Linked DNA regions of Mus musculus: region 1 is linked to region 2. A link is a contact called in public HiChIP or PLAC-seq data. All regions are on one chromosome and are shown on one strand. The core of a region is the stretch at or near the end of the contact, and the rest is flanking DNA. Distances in the headings are between cores, read along the strand shown. Region 1 has its middle 39 kb from the start of Unc5cl. Region 2 holds the start of Unc5cl (unc-5 family C-terminal like).

What was found. HiChIP or PLAC-seq counts read pairs in DNA pulled down with a chosen protein or histone mark.
Region 1: an H3K27ac HiChIP or PLAC-seq map of embryonic stem cells shows a contact between it and region 2, with 5 read pairs. The contact joins the enhancer-like site here to the promoter of Unc5cl in region 2. A contact is called at or near these places in 1 of 39 promoter capture datasets (macrophages), 3 of 484 Hi-C or Micro-C datasets (embryonic stem cells, stem cell-derived neural progenitor cells and uterus), 2 of 115 datasets of contacts at active chromatin or transcription factors (both in embryonic stem cells) and 4 of 9 other capture datasets (adipose tissue, embryonic stem cells, liver and 1 more).

What each region holds. Positions count from the first base shown.
Region 1 is chr17:48,490,745-48,496,119 of GRCm38.p6, forward strand. It overlaps a transcript of Unc5cl not described here. Among named protein-coding and RNA genes, the nearest start is that of Unc5cl, 39 kb to the left of the region's middle. Within about 2 kb of position 3,042, at least 6 of the 459 cell types and tissues checked have an H3K27ac peak or open chromatin away from gene starts, as enhancers often do. A contact at or near this core is called in embryonic stem cells, where this site is marked.
Region 2 is chr17:48,451,199-48,456,541 of GRCm38.p6, forward strand. Unc5cl (unc-5 family C-terminal like) reads left to right here and starts at 3,703. Exons shown (of 9, transcript NM_152823.4): 1 at 3,703-3,774. Tspo2 (translocator protein 2) reads right to left here and starts at 303. Exons shown (of 5, transcript NM_027292.2): 1 at 255-303.

The sequences.
Region 1 (5,375 bases), core at 1,792-4,291, 39 kb after region 2:
TCTGCCCACCGCCAGACCCCATCCTTGACTCCAGTCATCCCTGAAATAGAGGAAGAGACAAATTCAGACTCAGCTTGCATTCATGCAAAGGTAAACCTTTTGGTGGCGACCTGGCTCCTTGTGTTTTTCAGATGTCTCTCCAAGGCTCCATTGTCATTCACAGGAAGAAGCAGGGGCTTAGGGAGATTAAATGGCTGGTCGGTGGGTGGTGAGGAGACCAGGCCACTCAGGCTTTGAACCGGGCCTAACTCCAGTGCTAGTGCTCTTAAGTTCACATAACGCCCATCATTAAAGATTTAGGGTGCATAAGAGGGGTGTCAGGGATAATCTTGTCTTTTGACTTGTTGGTCCTCTTCCTAAGAGACACTAGGTTTTCTGGAGCTTTCTTTCCAAGTTACTTTACGCATATTAAAGAGATGCGGGAGTAATCCACCCGGCTATTCCTCGGTTTCCCCTTCTTCATCTTGTATAGTGCAGGGTCTCACTTAGTAGTGGATTCGTGTGCTGGTGTACTTTTGTCAACTTGACACACCCGGGAAGAGGGAGCCGCAGTTGAAGCATTGGGCTCAGCAGATGTCTGATGGAGTCCTCTTGTGAACTGACAAAGGAGGCCCAAGCCCTGGAGCGAGGCCATCCTCAGTCAGGTGAGCCTGGGCTTTGTAAGAAGGTAGGTGAGCAGGCAGGCAAGCCAGCCAGCAGGCAGTGCTCCCATGGCCTCAGCTTCAGCTCCCACCTCCAGGTCTCTGCCTTACGTACTCTTCCCCAACAACAAAGCTCTGAGCCAAATAAGCCCTTTCCTCTTTCAAGTTGCTTTGGTCAGGGTATTTATCACAGCAGTAGAGAACAAACTAGAACTTTCCATGATGCTCACAGATTTCCTCTCTGCTACAGTGCTGGGAATTGACCCTAGGCTCTTGTGTGTGCTGAGTGGGTGCCCTGCCACCGAGCCCAGATTTTAAAAAACATTTATTTTGTGTGTGTGTCAGTGTGACAGTGAGCGCTCGGCTCATGTGTCAGAACACGTGTGTGGATGCCAGAGAACAATTTGTGGGAGCCGGTTCTCTTTCTGTTGCCTGGGTCCTGGGTGGTCTGAATAAGAAGGGTTCCCATAGGCTCATAGATTTGAAGGCTTGGTCACTAGGGAGTGGCACCATTTGAAGGGATTAGTAACTATGGCCTTGTTGGAGTAGGTGAGCCACTGGGGGTAGGCGTTGAGGTTTCAGAAGCCCAAGCCAGGCAGGCCCAGTGTCCCTCTCTTCCCGCCCCAGCTGCAGAACTCTCAGCTCTTTTTTATCCCTACACTACCTCGGCCTGCCTGATACATGTTTCCTGCCATGCTGATCATAGACTAAACCTCGGAAACTGTAAGCCAGCCCCAGTTAAGCTTTCCCTTATAAGGGTTTCTTTTCTTGGTCATTATTACTCTTTCACGCAGTAGAACATTGATTAAGCCAGGCCCTGAGGATCAAACTCAGGTTGTCAGCTTATCGGTAATCATCCGAGCCATTTGCCAGCCCAGCCTAGAAGGTCTCGTGCTTTTAGTGTTGCGTAATATTGTACTATAGGACAGACCATCACTTATCGAACAAGTGAGTGGAAATTTAGGTTGTGTTCTGCTCTTCACCGTAATGAATAAATTCTGTGGACATCATTTTGCATGCATGTAAGCATAGTTGTATGAAAAGCCTAGAAGCCAAGTTTGAGGAAGGTGTAAGGTTTTGAAAGTTACTTGTATTTTGCACTCTGTGGAGTTTGTGCTCTTTACCTACCTGCCAAGTTTGCCTGTAGGATTAAAACTCAGAACAGTTGTAGAGTTCAGGAAGGGTGAGATTTATCCTTGGGGCATAGTTCTCTCATCCAGAGGAGGAGTTAGGCTGCCAGGGTTTTATGTTCTCTAGTCTTTTCTCTCTGAGGAAATTCTCCAGATGTTTGTCTAGAAGTAGGGTAGGTGTTCTCTTCAGACAAACGATCTGAGTCTGTTGGTCTACCCCGACTCACACCCAGAGCACCGATGAACCCCAGGAACCTGGGCAGACTCCGAGACAAGCTGGTGGAGGAGGCAGGCTGCGGGAGTCCCTGAAATATGCATGATGGTATTAAACATTTACAGAGACTTCTCCAGTGCTGGGAATCAGGTTAAGCACTCTATGAGGATCAGCACCTCATGGAAGCCGGAAGGTAGCTCTTGAGACAGCTACCTCACCCGCCTCACGGACATAGGGAGGCTGAAGGGGTTCCCCAAAGCTGTAACATCAACAATGGGTACTGCTGGGGTCTGAGCCTCGGTGTCTGATTGCACACTCTGGATCATGACAACCGAGCACAGTCCATAAGAGAGCAGAGAGGGAGCTTCCTGACCCCCCCCCCCCCCCCCCCCCGCCGCCGAGTTCGACTGCTTCGACACAAGAGACCCGTTCTGTTGTGTTCTATAAAGAATGAAAAGAGGGCGGGATATGGTTTGGTAGGATCTCGGTACAGTGAGGTGGAAGGGGTGCCTCTGTGGGCCCAGGCTGAGGCTTCCCTTCCCCCTGAGGTACCAGCCGGATGATGGATATAGTATGGGATAGAGTTTATGTAGGGCATGGGAAGGGGAGTTGAGGGGTAGAGACAGAGAAAGGCAGAGAGAAAAAGAAAGAGAGGAGAGAGAGAGAGAGAGAGAGAGAGAGAGAGAGAGAGAGAGAGAGAGAGGAGAGGAGGAGAGGAGGAGAGGAGAGGATTGGAGAGGAGAGGAGAGGAGAGGAGAGGAGGAGAGGAAGAGAGGAAGAGAGGAAGAGAGGAAGAGAGGAAGAGAGGAAGAGAGGAAGAGAGGAGGAGAGGAGAGGAGAGGAGGAGAGATTTTCATGTCTGAGTTGCTAAAGACACATGATCTGGACTTTGTGGACACTGACCGTTCTTTGGAAAGCCCTCTGTGTCACTGGTCTCTTGCAGGCCATCCAACCTAGACCTCCACACCCATTTCCTGATTGTGCTGGAGATGAAGTGCTTTGGTGAGAACAACTCTCGGGCAGGCCACACCCTCCCTTCCAGTGCCGGGGTACTTTATTGTGTCAGGTGATTCTGCTATTAGAGGCTGTGTGAGCATCTGGTTAATCCGTGTCCGCCATAGCTATCCATCAGACATTTACCCCTCTCTTGTTAATAAGGATCCTGAGGGGGAGAGGGAGGGGGAGAGGGAGGGGGAGGGGGAGGGGGGGAGCTTTAGATTGGGCGAGTGCCTGAGCCCTCGTGCACCAGGTGGTAACAGGTACACTGCTGACCCTCATGGGGGAAATGCCTGTAAAAAGCTAATTTTCAATTCTAACATTTCTTGCCCTCCCGCCGCCCCACCCCCGCCCCTGGAGCATCTGTTCTCCTGTAAAGAGGACCGCCCACCTTCTGCGAGTCCTCGAGCGCTCCAGGAGGCTGTACAATTCAGGGTCTTAGCTCATGACAAGCATTAGTGCTCACAGTCTGGGACTGGCCTCTCAGGTTGGCCTTGGGTCCCCTGCCAGCTCACCACTAGTATTTGAGCACTGTTTGGGTTTTCCCGGAAACTTGATGTTCCAGGCTTGTACTTTCTCTGCTCTGTGGATGGATTAATAGGGTACATCTCTGAGGAACCCTAATTCCTGTCACAGAGAATGATACACACACACACACACACACACACACACACATAGCCAAGATCCTGTTGTGAGTGTTTGGAGTACTACTGCTTCCCCCCTCTTTCCATCCCTCCCTTCCTCTGTGCCTCCTTCCCTCTACTTTCTTCTTTCTTCTTCCTCCCTCCTTCCTTTCCTCCCTCTCTTCCTCCCCTGTCTCTCTTTGTCCTTTCTTCCTTCCTTCCTCTTTTCCTTCCCTGTCCTCCTGACCCTAAGGTTGAGAGGTATAGCATGTACCACCACATCTGGCTTTGAGGCATTGCTATTTGTTGGTTTTATTAGTGGGTGGTGTTAGTATTCCTTCTGGACTCTAACCAGCAGTTATCTGGCAATAGCCAGGTAGGCCTGGCTTACTTATAAAAGGGACTGTTTGCTCCCTCCTAACTCTCTTATTCTGACTCTCTTCTCTCCCTGACCTCTTTCTATCCTCCCCCCCCCCTCAACATGTGTTCCTGGCCAGTCTCTTCTCTTCTCTTCTCTTCTCTTCTCTTCTCTTCTCTTCTCTTCTCTTCTCTTCTCTTCTCTCTCTCTCTCTCTCTCTCTCTCTCTCTCCTCCCTTCTCAATTCCCCTCCCCACCTCTCTGCCTATCTTTTTCTCTTCTCTATTCTCAACTTCTCTCCCATGCCCCAGATAAACTATTCTATACTAAACCTGTCATATGGGTGGTACCTTGGCGGGGGGATGCCTCAGCATGGGCCCACAGAGGTACCCCCTCCCATCACACCATACCACGCTCTACCAAACATGTCTTTGCCTCCTTTTTAATAAAACACATCATTGGTGCTGTGAGACTTGGAGTAGAAACTTGAAGATTCACATCTCCCGCTGCCTCATGGACTTTCCAGCCATCGGATCACTCTCTAGACTCATCCATCCAAACACCAAACACTGGCGAATTGGTAAGCTCCCTCCCCCCACTAGTCAGTGTCAATGTCCCCTGGTCCCAGGGGAGGGCCATTGAGCTTGCAGCCACCCTAGAATCCATGAGGACAGAGTCATTCACCGTCTTCACGACTGGCCTTCCCACTGAAGGACATTTTCCCCTTGGGTGAGAACTTTCCCTCTTTTCTGAGTTGGTTCCTTTTTCTCACTGCTGCAAAACCAAAAACTGTGAACTCAGCCACATTTTAATCACACGATGGATAACATGATAATCTGGTCCAGCTGCTGCTGTTTCTAGTTATTGAATTTTTCCTTGGGATGCCAGAACAGGCAAGTCTCTAGCTCCTACTCTCACCCAGAACAAATGTCTTTACCTCCATGCCTCCCTGTCTAATTCACAGGCTAAATTTGGCCCCATTATCTACAAACCAATAATTCTAAATGTCTACTTACTGGCTTTTGCAAAGGAAAATTTTTACAACTCTTTTGCCTAAAATCCATAGACTTTTCCCTCCCCCTTATTCTCTTGCCACTCCCGGTTCCTCACCCCCTTGATTCTGCTGCCACTGTGCGCTTTCTGCCTTACCCCTCGCTCTTTCGTGCCATGCCTGGTACTCTGCTCTGCCAAGCCTCTGCCTATGCTTCCACACTTCCATGGCCACCACCACCGCTACCACCAGTTGCCAAGCCATGCTGTGCCCCTCACACTACACCACTTAGATTCATCTTTATGTTTGTCTCTATTATGCTTCTGCCATTCCATTCTAAGATACTTAGCCACTTCTGCCATTCTGTTCTAAGATATAACAAACTCATGACTTTCCTGGGGCAGAGCTGCCACTTCAGCACCA
Region 2 (5,343 bases), core at 2,453-4,952:
AGGGTATTCCAGCCTCTGTCTTAAGATCAATGCAACTTGACAGAAATAAAAACCCAATTGTTTTGGTGTTCTAGAGTGACTGACAGGTCACGGGCTGATCTGCCTCTCACTGTCTACCGACTCAGCTGCCTCCCCATCTCCCCATCTCTGGGTGTTTAAGCCAGTGCTGTAATCTCCCTCATTGACCGTGCCCACTCTCTTTCATCCTGCTATCTATCCATCACTCCTCCTGTCCCCAGGCCTTCCTGACTTACCTCAGGCACACGCCTCCCAGCCTGATGATATAGGATGTGTATAAGGTAGAAGATGGCGAGGGACTGGAAAGGGGTGGAGCCAGGCTCGTGACCGACCTGCCTTTCTCTTATGAAAAGGGAGGGGAGGGGACATTTGTGGGGGAGTCTCTGTTGCTGTTTGCAAGAGGGCTCCTGTCCACAAGCTCCTCCCTGGTCTGTTAGAAATGCGTGAGAGCCCGAGATACGAGGAATTAAATGAGCCCAGGGTTTATGTCTATATTGTCAAGCATTCCACCATGGAACTTCTCCTTTTCCTCTTCCTCTCCCTCTTCCTCTTCCCCCTCACTTCAGCTCCTTCCTGATGCATAGATCTTTGGTGAGAGCCCCCTTGATGGTGAGATCTGGACCTTCCGTAAAGAGCCCAGCCTGGAGCCACAGTCCAACTGGTACCCATGCTCTCTGTGCCTGTGACCCAGTTCTGTGTCCCTGGGGATGGGAGGGGCCCTCGGATCTCCTTAGAGCCTTTCTGGAACCAGATTGTCTTCACGTGAGGCAAGCGCCAGCTTTCGAGATGAGTTCATGATCCCTGAGAACAGTCCCCGATTCCAGCCTCCTGGTTGGCCTGCCTCTGCCTGGCTGGGGACTGGAGGCTGGCAGAGCCCTCCCAGATCCCAAGCACTTTGTGCTTCAGAGATGGAGGCGGCAGGCAGTGGAGGTGGGTAGGGAGCCTGGGCAGGAGTGGTCTGGTGCTTCCTGCCAATATCTACCTCCCAGCCACCACAAAGGGCGTCAGGGGAGAGTGACCCTGTCTTCTGGCAAAGTCCAGTTTTCTGTGTGACTCAGACAGCTTGGTATAACAAAGACAGACACCTCCATTGTTTGTCCCCTGTCAGAATTCTGGGCACCCTGCCTTGCTTGTCCTTTAGGTTCTAGGTCCCCTTTACCAGGCTGCCTGCTCTCTGTGGATTCCCAGTGACATCCAACGAGGCTCTCTGGCATATATTTGTCCTGCTTTCCCTTCCATCTACACCCAGGATGCAGGCAGAGAAGGAGCTGCAGAGAGGGACAAGAGGCCAGAGAATAATTAACTAAAACAGGAAAGAGGACAAAGCTGCTTTTATATTTTCTTGTGTGTGTGTGTGTGTGTATGTGCACGTGTGTGTGCATATGGTGTGGGTACACACGTGTGGATGTGGATGAGGGATGTGTCATGTGCTCGTGGAGGCCAGAGGACAACCCTGGGTTCTGCCTCCCCAGCTCTAGGATTGGAAAGACAGTTTTAGGTGGATTCTGGTCACTGAGTTCAGGTCCTTGGGCTTACAACACAAACACTTTTTGACTAAGCTATCTTTCCAGCCCAAACTAACTAACTAACTAACTAACTTTCTTTCTTTCTTTCTTTCTTTCTTTCTTTCTTCCTTCCTTCCTTCCTTCCTTCCTTCCTTTCTTTCTATTTTTCTTTCCTTTTTCCCTTCCTTCTTTCCTTTCTTCCTCCCTCCTTCCCTCCCTCCCTCCCTCTCTTCCTTCCTTCCTTTCTTTCTTTCTTTCTTTCTTTCTTTCTTTCTTTCTTTCTTTCTTTCTTTCTTTCTATCTTTCCTTCCCTTCCTTCCTTCCTTCCTTCCTTCCTTCCCTCCCTCCCTCCCTCCCTCCCTCCCTCTCTTCCTTCCTTTCTTCCTTCCTTCCTTCTTTCCTTCCTTCCTTCCTTTCTTTTCTCCTCTCTCCTTGTGTAGCCTCCCACAAGCCTGAAGCAGGCTGAGCCAGACCTTGACTTTGTTACCACTAAGGAGATCACCTAGGGTGGAGCCTGCCTCCCTGGATCACTCTTATTTTTCTGCCACTGCAGTTGCTGCTACCTGCTGGGAGTCGGCCTAGCTATTCCAGAGACTACACGTGGTCACCTGCAGCTGAGCTCTAAGGATGATTTAGTGGGAATGGGCTTCCCCTCTCCTTTATAAAGCGTGTCCGCCATTAAAAATTTGAACCTTGAGCAGACTAGTTGTCTTGGTTCCATTATTTCTCTACCCGCCTAGATTCCCTCTTCTCTTCCAGTTCCAAGATGCCTTCCAGGCTGAAACCCGGACATGAGAGCCGCAGGCCTGCCCCAACATCCTTTTAAGTTTTAGTTAGTGTCTGGAGAGACGATTCAGTAGTTACGTACACAGTTAAGCATGCTTGTGGATCTTGCAGAAGGTCTGAATTCAGTTCCCACATCAAGTAAGTGCCTTACAGCTGCCTGGAACTCCAGCTGCAGGGGATCTGACGCCCTCTTCTGGTCTCTGCTGGCTCCCGTGTGCAGATGACATGCACTCACACAGACACATAAATAAAAATGAAAAAATATAATAAAAATTGCACTTTATTTTTGATTGCTGAGTAATTACATCGCATTGTTGAGTATAATGCAAGATGTCTTGATAAGTGGATCCACTTTGTAATGATCAAATCAAAGTAATTAGTATATCAATTTCCTCAAACATTATCATTGAAACTGTGAGAACGGTCAAAATCTTGTTTTCTAACTATTTCAAAATGCAAGGTACACCATCGTTAACTATGGGCATGTTGTTGTACGGGCAGTCTCGCAGAGCACCAGGACTTAGTCTTTCTATCAAACTAGAATCCACTGATCAGTATCCTGCCACCCAACCCCTAGCTTCGCACTCTTCCCAGGATTTCTTTCTTTTCTGCATTCCCATGTTTACTGAAGCGCTCCTCACAAAGGCAAGATAAGGAGTCAAGGCAAAAGCCCATGGAAAGATGGCTGGGTGCTGAAGAGTCAGACTGTACTCAGCCAGCAGAAATCAGGTGGGTAACTCCCCCCTCAGCACCCACCAGCGGGCTGAGTGACAGCTCTAATTCCAACTCGTTACCAAGGGCAGTGTCCCACCCCCAAGGGCAGCATCCCGCCAATCCGGAGGGGCAGGGAGCAGATATGTGAGTTCTTCACACTCTGTACCTGTGTGATCTCCCCATGCAGGAAGGACTACAGAGACCCAGAGTGCCTAGACCAGCTACACTGTCACCAGGAAGTTTCTTTGAGCCGCTGTCTCTGGCCCAGGCCCTGTGGAATCAGAGGCTGCATTTGAACAAGATTACCAGGTGGGTCCTGGCGAAGGTGGTTCTGTTCCCTAGTCTTCCGCCATACTGCCTTTTGTAGGGACAGCCGCTCATAAGCAGAGGGCACTGTGACAAGAGGGTTTCTAGACGCAAGATCTGCACCGAAGCTGCCTGCCTTCCTTCTTCCTCCCAGACCTGCTCTGGAAGAGAACTGACTTCTGGCATCTTCTGCTACTCCCGAGCTTCACCTGGAATTGGCCAATAGACAAAGACACTCTACGCTTCTCCGCTTCCCCGCCCCACCCCCTCCAGCGTGACTGTAAGCCCCGACTCTGTGGGGAAATGGCAGGCCACACCTACCTGGATTCCCCGCCCAAGTGTACTTGTCTACTGGCCTGGAGACTGGTCTGGCAGACCTCTCTGTTTCTTAGAGAGGGAACTATTGCTTCTGGACGGGCCTAGTGGGTGGCAAGCCGACATTAAGGCAAGTATCATCTGGGGCCGCAGGAAGGGAATGGGCATGCTGCGGGGTCCAGGGAAGAGCTAGGGATGAGCCAGGTCTGCCACCTTGTAGGATGGCACAGGGAGAGAAGGAAGGGGGTCTTGAGGAAGGGCCAATGCTGACGGGTGTCAGGAGCAGGAGGATGGTACTGTGTTTGGTGAAAATGTATAATGTGCTCAATGAAGAGTGCTCAGGAACTGTATGTGGCTTCCATTCATTCTGCCGTGTGTGTGTGTGTGTGTGTGTGTGTGTGTGTGTGTGTGTGTATGTATATGTTTCCTAGTACTGGGGGTTGAACCTAGAGACTTGGGTGTACAAGTGTTCTACCACTGGGCTACATTCTCAGTCCTCGTTTGACTTTACATTTCTGTTTGTTTGTTTGTTTGTTTGAGACAGGGTCTCACTATGTAGATCTGGCTGGCCTGGAACTCACTATGTAGAACAGGCTGGCTTCAAACTCATAGAGATCCTCCTGCCTCTGCCTCTCAGGTGCTGAGATTAAAAGTGTGATCCACCATGCTGGGCCTTTACTTTTCAAGACAGGCTCTTACAGCATTGCCCAGGATGGTCTTGAATTCCCTTGCTATGTTCAGGCAGGCTTTGAACTTGTGATCCTCCTCCTTCAGCCTCCCAGGTAGGGAGCATTACTGGCTTGTGCCACCAAGCCCAGATCAGGCTTCTACTTACTACTGTCTTTGAAAAGCACTTGGAACTCCATCAGGAGGTGTGGTGGGAAACAGGAAGGTAGGGAGGGTTGAATGTGCACAAATATAAACAGATCTTTGCAGCAAGAGTCTGAATCTTTGTTCTGAAGGCAGGTGACGGCAGAATTCTAATGTCCCTTGTTTAGGGGACATGCTACCCAGAATGCTCTGGACTCTGCAGACAGACAAGTTGGAAGAACTGGGTTCTGAGGAGTCCTGCATGGATTTGGAGAAGCCAGGGAATTTGTAGTGCTGTGGACTTGTCTCCTACCTAAACTTTGGCTCCTTTCCCTTCATGGGATCAGAGCGGGGGATGGGGTGAGAGCTAAGAAAGTCTGGAGGAGTGATCAGTTGGACCCCAGGCTTGAGCTGGGGAGGAGTTAACCTGCTTTAGGACAGAGAAATGAGCAGGCTCCCTTGAGAGGCCCGGGGGACTGTGGGAGTGGTATACACCAACTTTCCAGGTGAGGCAGCTGGGCAAGGGGACATGGCCCAATGGGCTGGAGGGGATTTGGACTCTGGTCTTTAGAGGCCCCAGAAGGCTGTTGTTATAGTAACAGAGTAGTTCCTCCCATTTCATTCCCTTGTATCTGCCCCTCCCTGCCACTGGAACCTTAGTGGGCAGACACTAATGCCATCACTTACATGGGACCCAGAGATGCCTTTATTCCATTTAGTTCCTTCTAGTTCCCCTTCCTCTTCCTTCTCCCCTTCCTTTCCACCATTTCTTTTCCTCTTCTTCTTTCTCCTTCTGTCCTCCTCCATGTCTTCCCCCTCCTCCTTTTATTTTCTGCTTTCTTGTTTTTACTTATTTATTTTTATTTTATGTGCATGAGTGCTTTGCCTG